Regions from separate parts of the Oryctolagus cuniculus genome. Here region 2 is linked to region 1. Evidence: chromatin contacts called from public Hi-C data. All regions are on one chromosome and are shown on one strand. Each heading gives the region's core, a stretch centred on a gene start, on an enhancer-like site or on the middle of the called end of the contact. The rest is flanking DNA. Distances are from core to core; before and after follow the strand shown.

Evidence for each region. Hi-C and Micro-C count contacts between places; a contact is called where the count stands out from the background.
Region 2: a Hi-C map of skin fibroblasts shows a contact between it and region 1, with 2.3 times the contacts expected there. The contact joins the promoter of YIPF5 here to the promoter of NR3C1 in region 1. A contact is called at or near these places in 2 of 6 Hi-C or Micro-C datasets (skin fibroblasts and an unstated tissue).

What each region holds. Positions count from the first base shown.
Region 1 is chr6:30,841,808-30,846,214 of mOryCun1.1, reverse strand. It overlaps NR3C1 (nuclear receptor subfamily 3 group C member 1), which reads left to right and starts at 2,254. Exons shown (of 8, transcript NM_001082147.1): 1 at 2,254-3,428. The coding sequence starts at 2,254. LOC127490646 (collagen, type I, alpha 1b-like) reads right to left here and starts at 1,527. Exons shown (of 4, transcript XM_070075913.1): 1 at 1,523-1,527; 2 at 522-1,326; 3 at 1-313. The coding sequence starts at 1,527.
Region 2 is chr6:31,621,204-31,625,610 of mOryCun1.1, reverse strand. It overlaps YIPF5 (Yip1 domain family member 5), which reads left to right and starts at 2,592. Exons shown (of 6, transcript XM_002710278.5): 1 at 2,592-2,768; 2 at 3,291-3,410. The coding sequence starts at 3,301.

The DNA.
Region 1 (4,407 bases), core at 1,005-3,504:
GGCGCCGCTGCCCGAGGTAAGAAGCGGGCGGCCGGGCGGCCGGGGTGGGGGCTGGGGCGGCGCGAGCGCTCGCTCCCCGAGGTGCCACCCGCCGCGGACCCGGGCCCGAGTCCGGGGGCCGCCGCGGGCGCCCGCAAACTTTTATTAGCCCGGGCAGCGGGGGTGGGGGCTGGCGAGGGCCAGGCGACGGTGACGAAAGGGCAGCGCGCGGGTGACAGCGCTGGCCTCTTCCTCTCCCTCCGTCGCCGTCGCCCGGCCGGGCCGAGGGGGAGGAACCGGAGCGGTGGCAGCGAGGGGAGCCTCCTCGAGCGGCCTAGGGTTGACAAGCCGGTGGCTCCCCGGCGGGAATCCCGGCCTTTTTTCGTGCCCCTTCTCCTCCCCCGCACCCCAGTCTCGTTGGCTTTTCCCCCCAAAGGGGCCGCCTCGACACCCCGGTTTTGTGTGTTTTTTATTTATTTATTTATTTATTTAAAAAAATTTTTGTTGAGGTGAGCGCCGAGCCGCGCTTGGGCTCTGCTCGCCCGCGGGTTCTCCTCGCCCGCAGGTTTCCCCTCCGGTCCCGGTGCGCAGCGTTTGTGGCGGGCGTGCGGGGCTGAGCGCGCGGGGGCGAGGGCGAGCGCGCCCGCAACCGCCGAGACTTCGGCCGGGCTGGTGTTATCGGAGCGAGTGGGCGTGTCGGGGAGCACGCAACAGGTCTGGACGCGTCGCGCTCGGCTCGCGCCGCGGCGCGGGGGCCCCCTGTGGGAAGAGAGACCCTCCCCGCCCGGGCCGAGGTGGGTGCTGCGGTTTGTGGCAAGTGCTGGCTCGGCGCGGGGGGCTCCGCAGCCCCCGGCGAGAGACGCCCCCTCGGCGTGGTTCGCGCGGGCCCCCGGAGCGTGGCGGGGCTGTTTGCGGTCTTCGCGCGGGGGGTTCGGGTCTCGCTGGAGGGGGCGTTTCGCCGCCTGAGGTATTGTTTTGGTTTCGGGTTGGAAGGCAGCTGTCAGGGAAGCGGCGGGGAAATTCATTAGGCTGCGATCGGCGCGCGGTGTTGGGAGATCGCTGCCCGAGGAAGGCGGGCGGGCGGGGAAGCCGCGGCCCGCGGGAGGTGTGCGGGCCCCCACCCAGCTCTGCATCCGCGCTGACGTCCGCGTGCGGGGAAAAAGTTTTCTTGGGTTGCACGGGATTGGCCCGCCGTGTCCCCGGAGCGCTCGGGGCAGCCCTGGCGTCCCGAGCACGGACTGCGCGCCGGTCTGGCTGCGCCCCTGCCTGGGGACTGCCGCTCCTGGGGTCCGGCGTGATCCTGCAGCTCTGCGCTCTTCTGTTTCTCGGTGTTTGGAAAGGCGGACTCTTGAGAGAAGAAATCGGGGTTCGTACTGAGGGTCTTAAGCAAATTTTTTTTAAAAAAAACGATAAGGTTTCATCTAGATGTTGGGAAGTTATAAGGACCAGATAACTATAAACTACAGTGTCGTGGGAAGCTACAACACATTTTGTTGAGCTTTTTTTTAAATCTTAAGTTTTAGTTGGCCCGTATACAACTTACCTCATTTTATATATTTAAAATGTGGAGGTGGGCACTATTAGATGTAGCAGGTCAGGAATACGCATTTAAAAATAGGAGCTTTTTGCCAGCCCGTAGACGATAAGGAGCACGTCAGCGTTGTTTGTTTTTTAATAAAACGTGCCTGGTTCACCAGTAGATTGTACTGAAAAGGGCTGGAGCTGTGAGTAGCTGGTAGGGGAGGTTGAATTTGGGGGAAATTAGGGGCTAGAGAATTCGAGCTTAGTGTTCACCAAATGTTAGCTGTGTTGGTGCTCAGAAAAGCAAACCACCTTGATTGAGAGGAGAGGAATTTTGATGGGAACACACTGTTTAAATGAAATACTTTGACATCAATCTGAACCTTCAGAATACTCAGCTGTAGTGAGTTAGAATGTCGGCGATGCGCAAGGCAGCACGTTCAGGGAGTGGCAGGCTGAATAGCCCAGCTTCGTCCCATTCAATTCTGCCCTTGCCTGTGCGGTGGACTGCACTGCACTTTGGAATGGGGTGCACTGAGTGGGAGCAGGGACGGGGCTTTCTGTTCTGCGGGGTAGAAACTTCTCTGCTGGTAACGAAGAATTTGTTCCAGAGTTAACTAAAAGGTTCATTTAACAAGCTGTTACTAATCGGATCGCGGAGACAATGTGAGGTTATAGCTTACCATGTCCCAACCCCCACCCCACCCCACCCTTTTTTTTTTTTTTTTTTTTTTTTGTAGCTAATATTCACTGATGGACTCCAAAGAATCATTAAGTCCCCCGGGTAGAGAGGAGGTCCCCAGCAGTGTGCTCAGGCCGGCGGAGCGCGGGAATGTGATGGACTTGTACAAAACCCTAAGGGGAGGAGCTCCTGTGAGGGTGCCTGCATCTTCTCCCTCACTGGCTCCTGCTGCGCAGCCGGACTCCAAGCAGCAGAGACTCGCGGTGGACTTTCCGAAAGGCTCAGCCAGCAATGCCCAGCAGCCGGATCTGTCCAGAGCAGTGTCACTCTCGATGGGATTGTATATGGGCGAGACAGAAACCAAAGTGATGGGCAGTGACCTGGCTTTCCCGCAGCAGGGCCAAACCAGCCTTTCCTCTGGGGAAACGGACTTCCGGCTTCTGGAAGAAAGCATCGCGAGCCTCAACAGGTCGGCTAGTGCTGCAGACAACCCCAGGAGCACAGCGCCTGCTGCTGGGTCTGCCGCCCCCACAGAGGGGTTTCCAAAAACTCACTCTGACCTGGCCTCCGAACGGCAGAATCCGAAGGGCCAGACTGGCAGCAGCGCCGGCAGTGCCAAGTTGCACCCCACAGACCAAAGCACCTTTGACATTTTGCAGGATTTGGAGTTTTCTTCTGGGTCCCCAAGTAAAGACAGGAGCGAGAGCCCTTGGAGGTCAGACCTGTTGGTGGACGAGAACTGTCTGCTTTCTCCTTTGGCGGGAGAAGATGATCCATTCCTTTTGGAAGGGAATTCGAGCGAGGACTGTAAGCCTCTTATTTTACCGGACACGAAACCTAAAATTAAGGATAATGGAGATCTGATCTTATCAAACTCCAACAATGTACCACTGCCCCAAGTGAAAACCGAGAAGGAAGATTTCATCGAACTCTGCACCCCTGGGGTAATTAAGCAAGAGAAACTGGGCCCAGTGTACTGTCAGGCAAGCTTTTCTGGGGCAAATATAATTGGTAATAAAATATCTGCCATTTCTGTTCATGGCGTGAGTACCTCCGGAGGACAGATGTACCACTATGACATGAACGCACAGCAGCAGGAGCAGAAGCCTCTTTTTAATGTCATTCCGCCAATTCCTGTTGGTTCAGAAAATTGGAATCGCTGCCAAGGGTCTGGAGATGACAACTTGACTTCCCTGGGGACTATGAACTTCCCTGGCCGGTCGGTGTTTTCCAACGGCTATTCAAGGTGAGTCGGAGGATTTTCTGTTTCTTAAGAGTGGTGCACTTGAGATCGATTGATGGCTGTAAGTGTTCACCTATTTGTATTTGTTCTCCAGAGATTCAGGGGCTTTTTCGTATGTGTAAGTTGAAGTGGCCTTTTGAAAGTAGGCATGGTAGATAACTAAAAGGTTTATCAGTACAGAACCATTTGTTTTTTTTTTTTTTTTTTAAGGTGCTGTTTGTTATCCGTTTGGACAGTGGTTGAAGATTTTATTTAAAAACTTAATACCCCCCTTTAATAGATGTTTAAAAATTATATAAATTTCAGGAAATATAATGAATTTACTATGTACCCTTGGCTGCTTCAGAGTGTACAATTAAAAGTATGCTAAGTGCTTACATAATCAAAAGTTGTGCTATAGTATTTGCATGTGTGTGGAGATTAAAGGGTTACAGATTATTACAGTTGCCAACTGTGAGCCCTGTTCTTGCAGCTCAGTGTTCTTAGAGGAACTTGTGTGTTGAGATTGTTAAAGCAGTGCAGTGAACGGTGTATACGAGACCCTAGTGTGAGCTGTGGCTGTGGCCAGCAGGGCTCCTGCCCGGTGGTGTGTGCTGAGTCTCTTGAAGAAGGGAATTGGCGGCAGCATCCTGCAGAATTCTGCTTTGAGATCTCTGCATTTCTGCCATCTCAAGTAGATGACTGGCAGCCGGAAGTGTTAAGCTTTAATTCTCAGCTGTCCTCTGATTGCTTTCTCTCCCTCCTTTTTCTTCAGTCTTTTGTAAGTATATTGACGATTCAGTCAGATCTCAAAAGAAATGGCGTCATCAGAAAAAAAAGTTCTGTGTTTAAATGTAGGTGTTGGTAGGGGTAACTTTCTGTGCCTCATACCTTCATCCTGAATTCAGACAAAAGCTAAATTGTATAATTTTAAGTGTGAAGGAAAATATTAAAATGTGTAGTACAGTGATTGTGTCTTTTTGTTGAAACATAGTAATTTATT
Region 2 (4,407 bases), core at 1,343-3,842, 780 kb before region 1:
TTGAATCACTCATACATTATGTCTCAGGGAAGGGAGGGCCAGCTGTTACAGGCCCCTCCATGTTCCATCATCCATTCCTAGTTTAGGTTTTATTTTCCTAATAAAGCCAGCTCAGTGACTTGAACAGAGATCAACACATCTACCAAGTACTCCAGTTTGCTTTAAAGTAACTTTCTGGGAACTATACCAGGCCAGGGGAGAAACACCAAAATTTTTCCCCAAAAAAGAAAGACCTACATAACTGGGTATGAAAGTAACTGATATATTTTGGCTTATGTTCCAAAGTCAAACAAACAATGTAGGAAATTTGATCATATAACTTAATTTTCTTCTTTGGTTCTTTGACTGGAGCAGGGATTGGATAGGGAAAATATTTTTAATACATTAATTGCTTTCTCAGACAGAAGCAGAATTAAAATAGTATCTATGTTTAACAATTCATTCCTAACCAGACATTTAAAAATATTCATATTCTTCATTTCATTAAAATTTGAGCGTGACATCTCTTTTGTATGGTAAAACAAGACACAGGGTTTTTTCAAGCAGAAAGTCACTAAATAGACCAAGTGATGGGTTATGACATGTTGTTGACGACTATAAACTCAGCTTCACAATACAACCACATAATTTATGAACCAAATGGAGATATTTTTGAGTGAAAGGAAAAAGATAGCAATAAGTATGCTAGAAAAAAAACAGGCATAAATTTGGGCAATGGGACTGACTCCATAAAATCATAATATATGGTGAAGTTGTGCGGATGATACCTACATCAATAAATGCTGAAATGACTTGGCAAAAGGTGGTAAATGGTTGGATAAACATTTTCAGAAATGCTGTAACGGAGTATAACCTCAAATGGTAGTTGTTTCTTGGTCTCTAGAGCATACTGCTGGGTGTTTTGGTTTGGTTGCTATGCCCTTTTGCTGTTACGATTTTTATTTGGAAGGGAGTATGGTTTTATTTTTTGCTTTGTTTTATTTTGGGAAGTATGTGAGTGTTGGGCAGTTTTAACCAGTGAAATTTTATTTTTCTTTGGAAACTGGTCCCAGAACAATGGCCTTTTTTGCTGACCACAGGATTTTGAGCCCAGGCAGGGGTGTGGAACCTGTTTTCTGCTAAAGACCATCTGGATATTTATAAAATGATTTGTGGGTCATACAAAATTATCAACGTAAAATTAACCTGCTATGGATTTATTGAATTTTGAGTCCTACCTGTGGTTGCCTTGACAGGGCCAGATCAAATGATCTAGCAGGGCCTTATATAGCTAACTGGCTGTATGTTCCCCATGCTTCTCCTCTCTCCCATCCTCCAAAGGGTTCATGGTGTAAATTTTAGTACTGTAAACCCCAAAAACAGTTCTAATTATTAGTGAATGGCATGGTATTTGCAGCCCCAGTAGTCAGGATTCTAGCCCTTTGAGAAAGTGACTTCAGTTTCTAAAAAAGTGATGTAACAGCAGCCAAAACAGTATTTTACAAAAGGAATATCTTTATGTCTCCCCTTAGTTCATAACCCTCAATGATTTCACATTTCCTTTAGAATCAACACCCAAATGCCACAAGGCTGTGCATTCCTTGCTCCCGCCTGCCCATCTCAGCCTCTACGTGATGTGGCTCTCCTCGGTTACTGTTTCAGCCACCTTGGTTCATTTAAACCACCAGTTCCCAAACTCAGTTGTTGCCCCCCGAGACACACACATCCAGGGGTGGGGGACATTTGGCAATGACTGGAGACAGTTTTAGCTGTCACAACTGGGGAGTAGGGATGCTACCTGCATTTAGCAACCACAGGATGCTGCTACAGGCACCATAATGCACCAGACAGGCACCAACAACAAAGCATTCTCTGGACTAAAGTATACATAGTGCAGAGGTCCAAATTCCCTGAGTCATACCTTTCCTCACACCACACAGTCCCTCTTCCAGCCCCTGCATATGCTGTTCTACCTGAAATACTCCGATCTTTGTCAACTCTCCTGCTTTTACCTTCTCTTTTCCTCCTGTCCCCTCTAACTCCTTTTTAGTCATCACCCTCTTTCTTTCCCGACTTTTCTATCTGGATACAAACTGCAGCTTTTCAAAGAATAACGGGGCACTCACAAGAAGATTACAAGTTTCCATTCATTAGCATGTATGGGATTTCGCCCTCTCCTACCCACTCGAGGTGGGTGTATACTCTAGCTGGTATTCTCCACAGTCTCTCCAGGAGCCAGCACAGAATGCATGCACACTTTGCCTCACTTACCAAACTAGAGTAACAGGGTAACCATTTCATTAGGTTGTAATTAATACACCTAAACTCCTTAGCACAGTGCTCGAAGCACGGAAAGTCCAAAAAACACGGCCCGTCCATTTCCTCCAGCATTTCCCGCCTTCCCCCAAAGCTTTTACCTACTGAGGTATTCTCCCTCCCGCCCAGCAAGCTGCAATTGCTGCGCCTGCGCCTTCCTGCCTCCGCCGGTAACCCGGCTGCCGGAAGCACTTTCCCTCTTACCTTTGGCCCATCACAGGACCAGTCAATCGGTATTGCGCACGCGCATCTCGGGAATTCCGCCTCCCTCCGCCTGCCTAGTATCCAACCAAAGAAGAGAAAACCGAGCCTGTCAAGGCGCCTGCGCGAGCGAGCGGGCGTGCCCCGGAAGTGGTTCTTCAGCCTTGTGACACGTAGCAACGGGGCCAGTGAAGGCTCTGAAATTGAGTTTTGGGGAGTATTTGAGGCTCCTGGAGTTAGAACTGCCGCTGCTGCCGCCGTCTCCGCGTTTGGTAAGTGCCTCAGACCGTGGCACCGTGTGCGGCGTCTTCCCGCTCCGACGCAGCTCGCTGTGCTGCCGGCTTTCGGCGCCGCGCCCCGGTCCTTTCGCTGGGACCTTCGCTCCCCTTTAGGTCTTTGCTCTGACGCGGTCCCTGCATCTCAGGGCGACCTTGCGGGAGTCTGCATCTCCTCCCCGGCGGCCCGCTGTCCGTTTTGCAAGGCGGCAGCCGTGTTGTTAGCTGTAAAGCGCTGTACCGAGGTGAGGAATAAGCTTTGCTCGTGGCTGATGTAGACTCCGGTGGAACAGCTCTTCCCGTGAGCCCTTCCCTAACCGAAGGCATTTCAGCTCCTTGAAGTAGAGGCGCCTTGGTTTCTTTGGTCCTTCAACCAGGCTGCCCTGCAGTTGCTCCCTCGTAGTACGGAAGAGACGTTTGTTGCCTTCTAGGGGCGTTTGCTGGAGCACAGTGCCAGGAGCGATTTCGGTGGGACCTCGGATGTTCATAGCATTTCCCCTCCTTTTCCTTCCATTGCAGATCGTTTGCCATGTCAGGCTTTGATAACTTGAACACGGATTTCTACCAGACAAGTTACAGCATTGATGACCAGTCGCAGCCGTCTTATGATTATGGAGGAAGTGGAGGACCCTACAGCAAGTAACTTTTCAAGTTTCACAATTTATTTGGCCTGCAGTGCAGTGAAAGCATCTATTCAGTGTTCTGCCTAAAATTGAATGCGTGCACGTGTGTCCCCTTTTGAGAATGTGATTTTGCATACTTTCCCGACTCCCAGCGAAATCTGTGACTCTGGTTTGGGTTTGAAGGAATTGCCTTATTTAGAGTTTGGTATCTTCGGCTGGATCTTACGATGTGATTGAGTGGAACAGTAGTATGTAGATGAACATGGGAGTTTTACATGCCCAGAAGATAGGCTAGTTTGTCCACAGGACCAGTTAAAAATTAAGATCTTTTGATGGTTTGGTAGTCAGCAAGTCCAACATTTGGACTTTATCAGTGCTGGTTGAAAATGCTTAGTGACACTGCTTAATGGGGTGGCTCCTTATTGTGAGTCATTAGGTGATTTTAATATAGCAACTTATCATGTTTATTACTGGTACTGAAACATGATGAATATTATGGTTAGTAGCTTGTAAGTTACCTGTTTCAGGTTGGGAGGGCCTCCAACCCTTTAAGACTTGCCTAAAACAAAAAAGATCTTTTTATCATAGTGAGTTGCAACCAAAATACAGTAGTTGAAGGCTTTCTACCAGTTCCTTCTAGGACACTGTACTTATAGTGTCTTAGAACTTAGAAGAAATTTTGTCAGCCTCTTGTCAGATGAAGGAGTTTCCAAGATTGCTTGGATTGGTTCCTTTAAGAATCTCGTGAAAATTGGGCCTGTTACCTGGGAATACATGCATACATCCACTTAAATGCCCTTAGAAGTGCGCATATAATGTGAGACAAGTCATATGTCATCCTATGTTCATCTGTGGTTCCTGTAATGAAGAATATCCCAGGATAAGGGCGAGGAAAGGTTGTGTACCCCAGTCAGTCTCTGAGCAACGTGCAGTAATAGAATGTGTCTGAGTTTATAAATTTGAATGAAGAGCCCAAGAATTAGAAAAATAGGAAATCAAAATCAGCCTCTGTC